Regions from separate parts of the Gossypium hirsutum genome. Here region 1 is linked to region 2. Evidence: chromatin contacts called from public Hi-C data. All regions are on one chromosome and are shown on one strand. Each heading gives the region's core, a stretch centred on a gene start, on an enhancer-like site or on the middle of the called end of the contact. The rest is flanking DNA. Distances are from core to core; before and after follow the strand shown.

Region 1 (5,263 bases), core at 70-2,569, 200 kb before region 2:
CCACCAACTAGCAGTATATCATATTTCAAACTAGCTACTCCTATATCATCAAATGTTACTGCAAAAATAATAAAGATAACTATTTCATTATGGTTCAAACAATCAAAGTGAAGAGAACATGGAAATGCAATACACCAAACTCATTATGAACCTAATTAATTCATCTTAAACATAGTTTCACTGTTAACAGAGTTTTCCTGTATCATTAGCATTTGATTAATTGCATAAAAGGTTCTCAAGAAGCACGCATTGAAGATTAAGGAATAAAGTAAAATCAAAACTGGAGAATTTGGCAAGTATATTTTGCTCCACAGTAGTAAACAACTTACTAGAAAACAATCTAACCTAAATATTCTAACCATAAAATTGGGAGTAGAAATTGGAAAGTATATTTTGCTCCACTGTAGTAACAAATCTGAATGACCATTCTAACAAATCATATTCATTGATAAAAAATTAAAGAGACAAACTGGGAGTAAGGGATTTAATTTTAATGACTAGAAAAGGTAAGTTGGGGAATATGAGGTTTTAATTCACAATGATCAATTTAGTATCTTTTATTCATTCAACTATAGTATCTCAAATCAGAATAAAAGAACTTGGAACACATGATTTTCTTTATTCACCCTAGTTAATTCACTAAAATCATACACAAGAAACAAATAGATTAAAACAGAGACAAAAAAGCCAACACCTAGAAAACAGACAATCAATAAAAGAAAACAAATTTATCTCAAACACGAAAATTCCCATAGCCCAATCATCGAATTTTTTAATAAGAAAAAGAGTATTTAAATTAAGTAAAAGAAACAAATTACCAGGAAATCACCTAACATGGAATAGAATGACCTAACCTGCGAAGGAGGGGGGCCATAGCGTAACAAAAAATAGAATGACCTAACATGGAAATCACGGAAACATACCGAAAATGCCAACCCAATAACTCGAAGAACCGTTAGAATCCCCACAAATGAACAAAGCCTACCATGCATATCCACATACAAAAAACCTAAGCAATAACAAAACAAACAAGAATTCCAAACAAATTCCATTAGATACAGAACACCCATTACTCCAAACACCCCAAATTCAAAAGGCAACCTAATAATAAGACCAATAATAAAAGCTTCAAGGAATAAAAGCCAAATACCCAGTCAACGGAGAAATTAGGGATTTGCTGAGATTTTTACCAGTCAGCCCAAACGAGAAGCGATATTGGAGCGAGAAGAAGGCCAGAAAACGACAGTAAAGGGGTGAAAGATCTAGGGATTTACAGGAGAGGAGAAAGACGGAAGGAGAGTCGAGGTGGGAGAGATTTAGACTTAGAACAACAGACCCAATAAAAAATGATGTCGTTTAAGTCAAATTGAAATTTCAATATTTATGGTGTTTTACAAAAAAAAAAAGCCACTAATTGCATAACATTTGCGGCATTTTACAATAAAAAAGCCACTAAAAATTATATTCCTAAAGTGAAACGGTGCCCTTTTGAAAAATTTTAATATATATTAACGCATTTTTGGTCCAAATGCCACTAATGATTGACAAATTTTCACAATTTTATATTTAATTTTTATATATTTCATATAAATTTTAAATAATAATTTTTTTGTAAATTTAAGTAATATAAATTTTAATCTATTAAAATTAATATTATCTCTTTTACAATTATATAATAAATTATTTAATATATAAATTAAAAAATACTAATTGATTTAAACCCTAAACCATAACCCTCTCCCCAAAACCTAAAACCCTAAACCATAAACCCATATCCCTTAACTGCTAACACCTAAACCTAAAACCCCAACCCTTAAACCATAACGCCTAAACCCCTATCCTCTATCCCCTAAACACTGAATCATAAAACATGAACTATAAACCCTAAACCCCTAACCCTTAACCTTTAACACCTAAACCTCAATCCCTAACCCTTAAACCACAAACCATAAACCATAATCCCTAAACCTCTAACTCCTATCCCCTAAATCTTGAATCATAAAACATAAATTATAAACGCTAAACCCCTAACCCCTAACCCTTAACCCCTAACACCTAAACTTTAAACCCCAACACTTAAAACATAACCCATAAACCATAATCCTTAAACCCTTAACCCTTATCCTTTAAACCCTAAATCATAAAACATAAATTATAAACCCTAAACCCCTAACCCTTAAACCCCAACCCTTAAACAATAAATAATAAACCATAATCCTTAAACCCATAATCCCTAAACTACTAATACCTCTAAAGCTCAACAAAAAAGAGGTCATTTTCCTCAACTTTTTTGCGTCGATTTCCAAAAAGCGTCGCTATTGCTTGATGATTAGCGGCGTTTCTGAATAAGAGCCGCTAATGCTCAATCTATTGCGGCATTTATTGAAAAGCGCCGCTAATGTCACTAAAGCTCAACAAAAAATGACATCATTTTGCTTAACTTTTTTGCGGCGCTAATGCTTGACCTATAACGGCGTTTTACAAAAAGCACCGTTAATGCTCGATCTTTAGCGGCATTTCTCAATAAGCGCCGCTAATGATTGATCTATTGCGGTGTTTGTCAGTAAGCCCTGCTAATTCTAGAAAAGCACAAAAAGGAAACGAGGTCATTTTGCTAAATTTTTTTGTGGCGTTTTCCAAGAAACGCTGCTAATGCTTGAACTTTAGTGGCTTTTTTTGCTATTGCTCGAACTTTAGCGGTGTTTCTCAACAAGTTCCGCTAATGATTGATTTATTGCGGCGTTTGTTAAAACTCGCCGCTAATGTCCTTAAAGCTCAACAACAAAATGACGTCGTTTTGCTTAACTTTTTTGTGGAGCTTTTACAAAAGCGCCGCTAATGCTCGATCTATTGCGGTGTTTTAGAAAGAGCACCGCTATTGCTTACCTATTGCGGCGTTTGTTTAAATTAGCCACGAATGCTCAATTTATTACGGCATTTTTGGTTCAAATGCCGCTAAAAACTTTTTTTGCTGTAGGGCATCTATGACACAATAGTAGAACCATAGTGAAGTACTCTCCAAATTAAATGGAATGATAAGAACAAATGAGAATGATCACAGAGTTCTCGAAAAGATTCAGGTAAAAAAGGGTTTACTCACTGAGTTCTTAAGAACTTACCTCTGTGTTTATGTCACAGGTAAGATGAGATAGGACTACACCAAGAGGGACAATGTTAGGGCTACACCAGAGAGATTGGCGGGATGGGCTATTATGCATACAGAGCGAGTAAAGTGGCGTGGTTAAGTTTGAAAGAACATAGTAAAGAAGCTATGAAAATTATTTATAAGCCTTATAGATTGAACAAGATATGATGGGAAGAATACTTAGCCAGTAATATTGATTATAGGCAGATTAAGTAAAGTAATGTAAATATATGTAACATATATGTACTTGTAAATTCCTTGCCAAGTGAAAGGTTTTCTTCAATACTTTTAAGTATACACTGTACACCCAGTTGTGAGTTGGTTGGGCAACATTACTAAATAAGATTTATTTGTTGAAAGTTTGTGTGTCTTATTTTAATATAGGTTTGTAATAGAGTGGTGACACCCGAGATCAGGGTTCAATGATTCGAATTAGGTTCAAGGCATTGCAAGTTTTGGTATCAGAGCTAAGGTTTAGCTGGTTCTCAGATAATGAAAGATAAAGAAGCCCCGTATGCCAAATGCACCAAGCCTGGCTTAGCCTCTCAAGTATGTTAAATTTTCTTTACTATGAGGTTAATGTAGAACTAACAGCTAAAAAAGGAGAATAATGACGAAATAAATTAACAAATGAAAGACAAAAGTTCATTCCATTAATAAAGGGATGTCTTACAAAATGGGAAGTAATAAAAAGAAAGTGCAAAAATAATATAAAAGAGAATCTCAGTTTCTTCCTTTAGTGAGCTGGTTGGCAGGACCAATCGAAGCCTCATCTAGCTGAGGATTTCCTTCAAGGATTTGCTCTGCTCTTACCAAGTCATTTCCTTTATCCTCAACTTCGAGCATAGTAGGGATACAAAAGACAATGGATTTCTTCCACTCTTCTTGGAAGGCCTCCCACTCCTCACCCTCGAGATTATAAACATCGAAATTGAGTGAATCTGTAGAAACACCCTTTCGATACTCAAAGTTTACATTACTCTAGTGGAAAGGACCTGCGACCACTTGGGTGTGTAGGACTAAGTTTGCTTTCACTATAGTAGGGCTTCAATAATATTTTTTTGATTATCTTCATGATATTTTCTAAAGGCCTCTCCCGAGGAGTGGCGTAACCGCTCCAACTCTACTTGGTGCCTTTCTTCTTGGGCCTTGGGCCTCTTATTGACGGTATTTTCTTCATTTCCTAAGTTTCTAATCTTATCCATAAGTTGAGTGATTTTAGTTTAAGCATACACATATTCGCTCTTAAAAGTTATAAGCTAGGTAGATAGCCTCGCCATCATATTACTCGAGTCTTGGTACTTCCGGTGGATAGCGACCAAGGTGTCTTCCCCAGGTTTTACAAATCTGTCCAAACCTGTTATTTTACATTTATAATCCATGCTAGCCTCTCAAATTACCTCACTCCAAATACTGTGCTTGAGAGATGAGATCTCTGAAAATTGAGCCATAAGGGCAAAGGGATCCTCAAAGGATTGAGAAAAAATATAGGAGTAGAAGGCTTCTCTTAACTGTGGTGGCAGTTAGCTTATCTACTGCTGAATGATTAAATTGAGAGTAGGAAAAGGACACTGACTCTATGAGGCCACACTAAGGAGTGTTACTGCTTTACCCTGCAGGAGTTACATCCTGTGTTGATGAGGGAAGGATAGACAAATGATTAGAAGTGATAGCCTCTGTGGGATTATTTGTTGAAGATGAATCATGATTATGTCTAGAACAGCATCCTAGAGGGGTAGATCCCTCAGGCACTGAAGGAATTCCAAGAGGAACTAGAATTAAAGAAGAGTGAATAATTGTTAAAATAGGTTCCTTACTTGATTAGTGCCCAACCTTGATTAGTTTCTAGGTCCCTAAATGCCTTCGACGAACCTGGACCCCTTCCTTACTATCAATTTATGCGATGGCACAATAATGGCCCTACTTCAGCCATGAGTTCCCTTAGGAATCGAAGAGATATCCATGTCTTGAGGTTGAGTACGCGATGAAGACCCTACAACATTAACAGGTGAATTAGCTTGACTTGAAGACATATTTATCCAAATTCTTGGGTGTAGTTTATAGACACAATAAATGTATAAAGAGAGCTCTTTGATGGGCCCCAATTGAACATGTGCC
Region 2 (5,086 bases), core at 1,496-3,995:
GTGCTAAGAGAATATGCTTGCTTCTGAATGAATTCGACTCAGATGAAATCATGGTGTAGTATTGAGATTTGAGATGATAATGCAGCTATGCTCAAAATGATATTCATAACATACATCCCTTTTTAAACTTAATGTGCAAACTGTACAGTAGATTGATACTTAATATTATAAAAGACAAATAAAAAAAGAAAAACACACACACATACACACAGACAGAAAGGTTCAGCTCCACTATCTCCTACTTCATGGAAAGATCATCCATGATGTTATACAAGTAGTGAATTTCCAATGCTACTACTTTTCTTTAATATCTACGCCTTTTCATCAATAGCTTTCTTTGGGGTTACAACTACATTGATGGCACCAAGTTTCTTTGCTTTTCCCACTATAATCTCAATCTTCCAAAAAACAAAGACAAGCACAAACAAATAATTAGACGTATGAACAATAAGGACTTGTTAGTTAGGATGCTATACAACCAAGGCAAATAATTAACCTTAGTTTTCTCGATCTGGCAACCCTTTCGATCCTCCTGGGTGCTGAGTACAATTGATGTCATTATCCCTATTTTCATTGCCAAACAATCAAAATCAATGACAACATACCAAGCAGGTCGTTAAACAGCAACGATAATATGATGTTATGGCTATTATTTTTGTGGATTAATGCTCTCTGCTTTGATATAGCATTTCATTATGTTTGCGATCACAATAAATGTCATGGCCATATTTTAAACACAGACATAGCTTGGTGCTAAGTTCCCGACATAACTTTTTAAACACAAACAAAAAGAGCACCACAAGTTTCACTCTTATCTTTTTCCATAGTCGATTATGAAATTCATGAAAATTTTCATTATGGTCATCGCGGGGGGAGGGATAAAGTACAATAGATTAAACCATAAAACGGAGTATACATTCCTTATACATTCTCCTTGAAAGCCATACAACAAGATTGTAACACCCTTAACCCGTCTTCGTCGTTGGATTAGGGTTACGGAGTATTACATACATAATACGACAATTAATAACATTTAACTATCCAAATATCACATTAAATAACAAATAATCAAATTCAAATGTCATTCATAGCATAAATACGATTGCAGACCTTAAATCGGATTTACAGGGCTTTAAAAATAATTTGGGAACAATCAGAGACCAAATTGAAACAAAATTAAAAGTTTTAGAAAATTTAAAAATTTTGAAAACAGGGGTCACACGCTCGTGTGGTCAGGCTGTATGACAGAGCCCATACTGTGTGGCATAGGGACATGCCGTGCGCCAACCGTGTAACTTTCGAAATAATTTCACATGACCATGTCGCAGGCTATGTCCCAGACCATGTGACATGCTGACTTAAAATACACAGCCATGTAAAGAGACCGTGTGCAGCACATGATCGTGTGACAGCCGGTGTCCCAGGCCGTGTGCCCTTAATTTTTCCTGCAAATGCAAGTATACTAAAACATGCTTACTTGAACATCAAGCAACTCATTTACTATCAATTAAACCTATTCAAAACACACTTAAACAAGCCCAAAACATGCCAAAAATCATCTAACCTAAGTGCCTAAGCAATGTGCCCTCATTGACACCACAATTCAATATCCAAATCAAATTCACATTTCTTACCAATTTAGATTTCATTCAAAGTTCTCAAACACTTATAATATGCTACCGACAAAAGAAACCGAAAGAGAATTACTTCAGTCAATAAAATTCAAGTCAATAACAAAGCCATAACAATCTAAGTGAATTACCTCCAAATCTTCCTTGCCTTTCTACTCATTGATTTGTAGCTCAACTCATTGTGTTACTTCCACAATTAAGACTTCTTTGGAGTTAATTGTCTTGATCTTCTTGGTCAATTTGCTAACCGAAAGGCCAATTTTACCCATGGATTTCTCTGATATGGACAAGTCTGATGCCCCGTATTGACAAAAGCACTCTTTCTTTGACTTGCGATGTTGATGTCTACATATATCAACCCTTTTTGTTTATGATCCCTTTTCGTTTTCGCAAAATTAAGTATCATTGACCTAAGCTTTAAAGCCTCATTCTCTAGCTCCACATCATCTTCTTTACTGATCGTAGATCTCTTGGATCGCTTTAGACAGTCCTGCATCCTATGCGAACCATAATATAAGAAACACTTCACTGACTTCTTTTCATTCTCTCTGACCCTCTTGGCTTCAGCAAAACTTAAGATCGAACCAAGCTTCAATGGTGTTTTTTTAGGCTCATCATCCCTTTTGATGGTAGAAAACATGAATCGTTTTAGACAATCCTTTACCATATGCGAATCGTTACAAAGGAAGCATTTCACTGGTTCCTTCAGTTTGTTGTAGGGCTTCCACTTCCCATTATGTGGTTTCTTATTACCACCATTTCCACTATTGTTGTTTTTAACCTATTCTTCCTCATGGTCTTCCCCACCATTGACCTTCTCCCCTAGATTGGAAGACTCGAATTTATTTTTTCTTAGAACAAGCTCAATTAAGGACTCTGATATAGTCATGGCTTTGGTGAGTTCCTTGATCCCTTGATGTTGCAACTCTCATTACATGACTGGAAAAACAAAGAAACTGAGAGAGAGAAGGTTTGGTGACTACTACTTGGTAATCCAAGTGGAAATTAGGTGACAAAATTAATGTGCAACATCTTACTCATAATACTCTAATAAACAAATAGGTGATCGTTTGTATTAAACTGGTAATGTTAGTGACAGGTGTTGGATGATTGAATCATAATTTTAACTAGAGTTAAGAGGCAGTTTACTTATTTTATTTATTAATTATATAAATTATAAGTATTTAGTGGAAAATTACGTGATTTGAGAGCGAGAAAGAAACTAGTTTAAGCACACACACTGTTCTCGTCGCTGGGAACCAACCAACAAAAGGAGTTCCATAATTTTTGTTCTTCCAATCTCATTTTCTTTCCAAATTCCTTCACTTTTTTCCCTTCCTTTTATCTATTAGTTCCAGCAAATTGTCTTCTTTCTTTTCACTATCTTTACCTTCTTTATAGTGTGTATATATATTCTTTGTCATATCTGGAGGAGGAAAAAGAAATGAGAACGGGAAAGGGAAGTCAAGAGGAGGAAGAGTACGAGGAAGAAGAATTTGGTTCCAAAAAAGGAGGCTTTTCTTCAAATCAAACTATGTCTTTCAACCCCAACAACAATAGCACCACCAACAAAGGTATATTATTAGATTGGATCCCACTCTTCATGCCCAGATCTCCCTTTTCCCCTTTCTTCTTTCATTGTATATTTCTACATGATTGTTTCTTGAAAAGGGTATTCTTCTTTTACTTTTGTTGTATTTGGAATTCTGGGTTTTTTTTTTTGGTTCCTGTTCCGGTTTTGTTTTATATACATTCTGGGGGTGTGGAAGCAGATGGGAAAAACAATGATAAGGCTAACGCTATACGTTCAAAACATTCTGTCACGGAGCAGAGGCGGAGGAGTAAGATTAATGAAAGGTATTTGCTTCTCTTTTCTTAGTAGTTCTGTATGTTTATCAAGTTAAATTTCTGGTAATTGCATAAACCATTGATTATAATGGGTCGGGGTAGGTTGAGGCTTAGAAAGTTTTGAACTTTTTTAGCTTAGGGGTTGGGGTAGGTTGTGGGAATATTGATGATTGAAAAGGAAGTAGATTGTCTAGCTAACTGACTGCATTTATTGATGTGTTAAGCTATTCGATTGCATTAGGAACTGGAGGTGCTTATGAATCAGTTTAAAAGAATGGTTTAGTTTATAAGGTGTTTAACCTGAAATGGCTCCTTAAATTAAGCTGTTATTGGTCCTTTTCTAGCATTGAGTTAAATGCTATGGAATTACTATTGATGTTCTATGGATTCAACAGAGGTTGTGAATTTACGATGCTTGCTTAAATTTTGTGAACAATAATAGTTCTCTGATGCTTTTAGATTTCAAAGATTGAGAGATTTAATACCAAACACTGATCAAAAGAGAGATACGGCTTCGTTCCTGCTAGAGGTATGTCATGAATGTGGAAATAAGAAAATACCATACTATGTTATTTTATCTAGTTGTTTACCTTTTGAGAAAATTCCGCATAAAATTTTTATGGACTCGAACGATGTTCTTTTGTAGGTGATAGAGTATGTTCAATATTTACAGGAGAAGGTTCAAAAATATGAGGATTCATACCAGGGATGGAGTTCTGAGCCGGCGAAACTAATGCCATGGGTATGTTTGAGTAGTACGTTTTCTATCTTGAGGTTTAAATAGTATGTTTTTGTTTTTGGTTGGAGTGGTTAATTTGTAGTTTCATTAGGCTATTAGGTATCTACATTAGACATTTTGGTATTATTTGTGTTTAACCTCTTCATTAAGCTATTAGGTATCTATACCTTTCTTTTTACTTCCGATGGGAAATTCAGTTTCAGAAGCAACAAATTTCTTAACCAATGTTTTAATTATTGCTGCAACTTTTTGTTGCAGTAATGAGATAACATACTTGATTTATTTGATGTATATTACTGGATTTTTTTATTTTATATTAATTATTTCAATAATTTAATGCGTAAATCTATCTGCTCATAATTGCCGCTGTGTTTCGGTGCTTTATATTGCTTACTATCGAGGTGTTAATTTCTTTTATTAATAATGTAGTTTCTCTTGAACAAAGCCTCTGGATATGGTGCCTTCTTATTTGAGGTATTAAAACTCTGAATAATGACTGACTTCTTCCTTGCGGTAATAGAGAAATAGTCACTGGCATGTTCAGAGTCTCGTTGGTCACCCACAAGCTATTAAAAACGGTTCTGGCCCAGGGGCAACATTTGCTCGGAAGTTTGATGAGAATAACACCAATATTAACCCCACGGTGATCACAAGTGGGCCGAATGCTGTAGAAACTGATCCAATCAGATATGTTACATCCAAAACTATGGATTGCCAAACTGAGTTGGCAAACAACGGAACCCATCTGCCCATCCAAGGTGAGAATGTGCTTGTGCATCCCCTTCGGAGACCAGTCTCTGAGACTCAATCGACTGAGTGTCTTGTTGGCAATGATATACCGATCAATCAACAGGAGGATCTGACTATT

Evidence for each region. Hi-C and Micro-C count contacts between places; a contact is called where the count stands out from the background.
Region 1: a contact with region 2 is called in a Hi-C map of leaf, with 2.0 times the contacts expected there. The contact joins the enhancer-like site here to the promoter of LOC107920755 in region 2. A contact is called at or near these places in 2 of 34 Hi-C or Micro-C datasets (hypocotyl and leaf).

The regions. Positions count from the first base shown.
Region 1 is chrD13:18,922,252-18,927,514 of Gossypium_hirsutum_v2.1, reverse strand. No RefSeq gene overlaps it. Among protein-coding and RNA genes, the nearest start is that of LOC121225052, 37 kb to the left of the region's middle. Within about 2 kb of position 1,319, at least 7 of the 9 cell types and tissues checked have an H3K27ac peak or open chromatin away from gene starts, as enhancers often do. A contact at or near this core is called in leaf, where this site is marked.
Region 2 is chrD13:18,727,157-18,732,242 of Gossypium_hirsutum_v2.1, reverse strand. It overlaps LOC107920755 (transcription factor BIM2), which reads left to right and starts at 2,745. Exons shown (of 7, transcript XM_016850600.2): 1 at 2,745-3,205; 2 at 3,404-3,488; 3 at 3,939-4,008; 4 at 4,126-4,221; 5 at 4,739-5,086. The coding sequence starts at 3,076.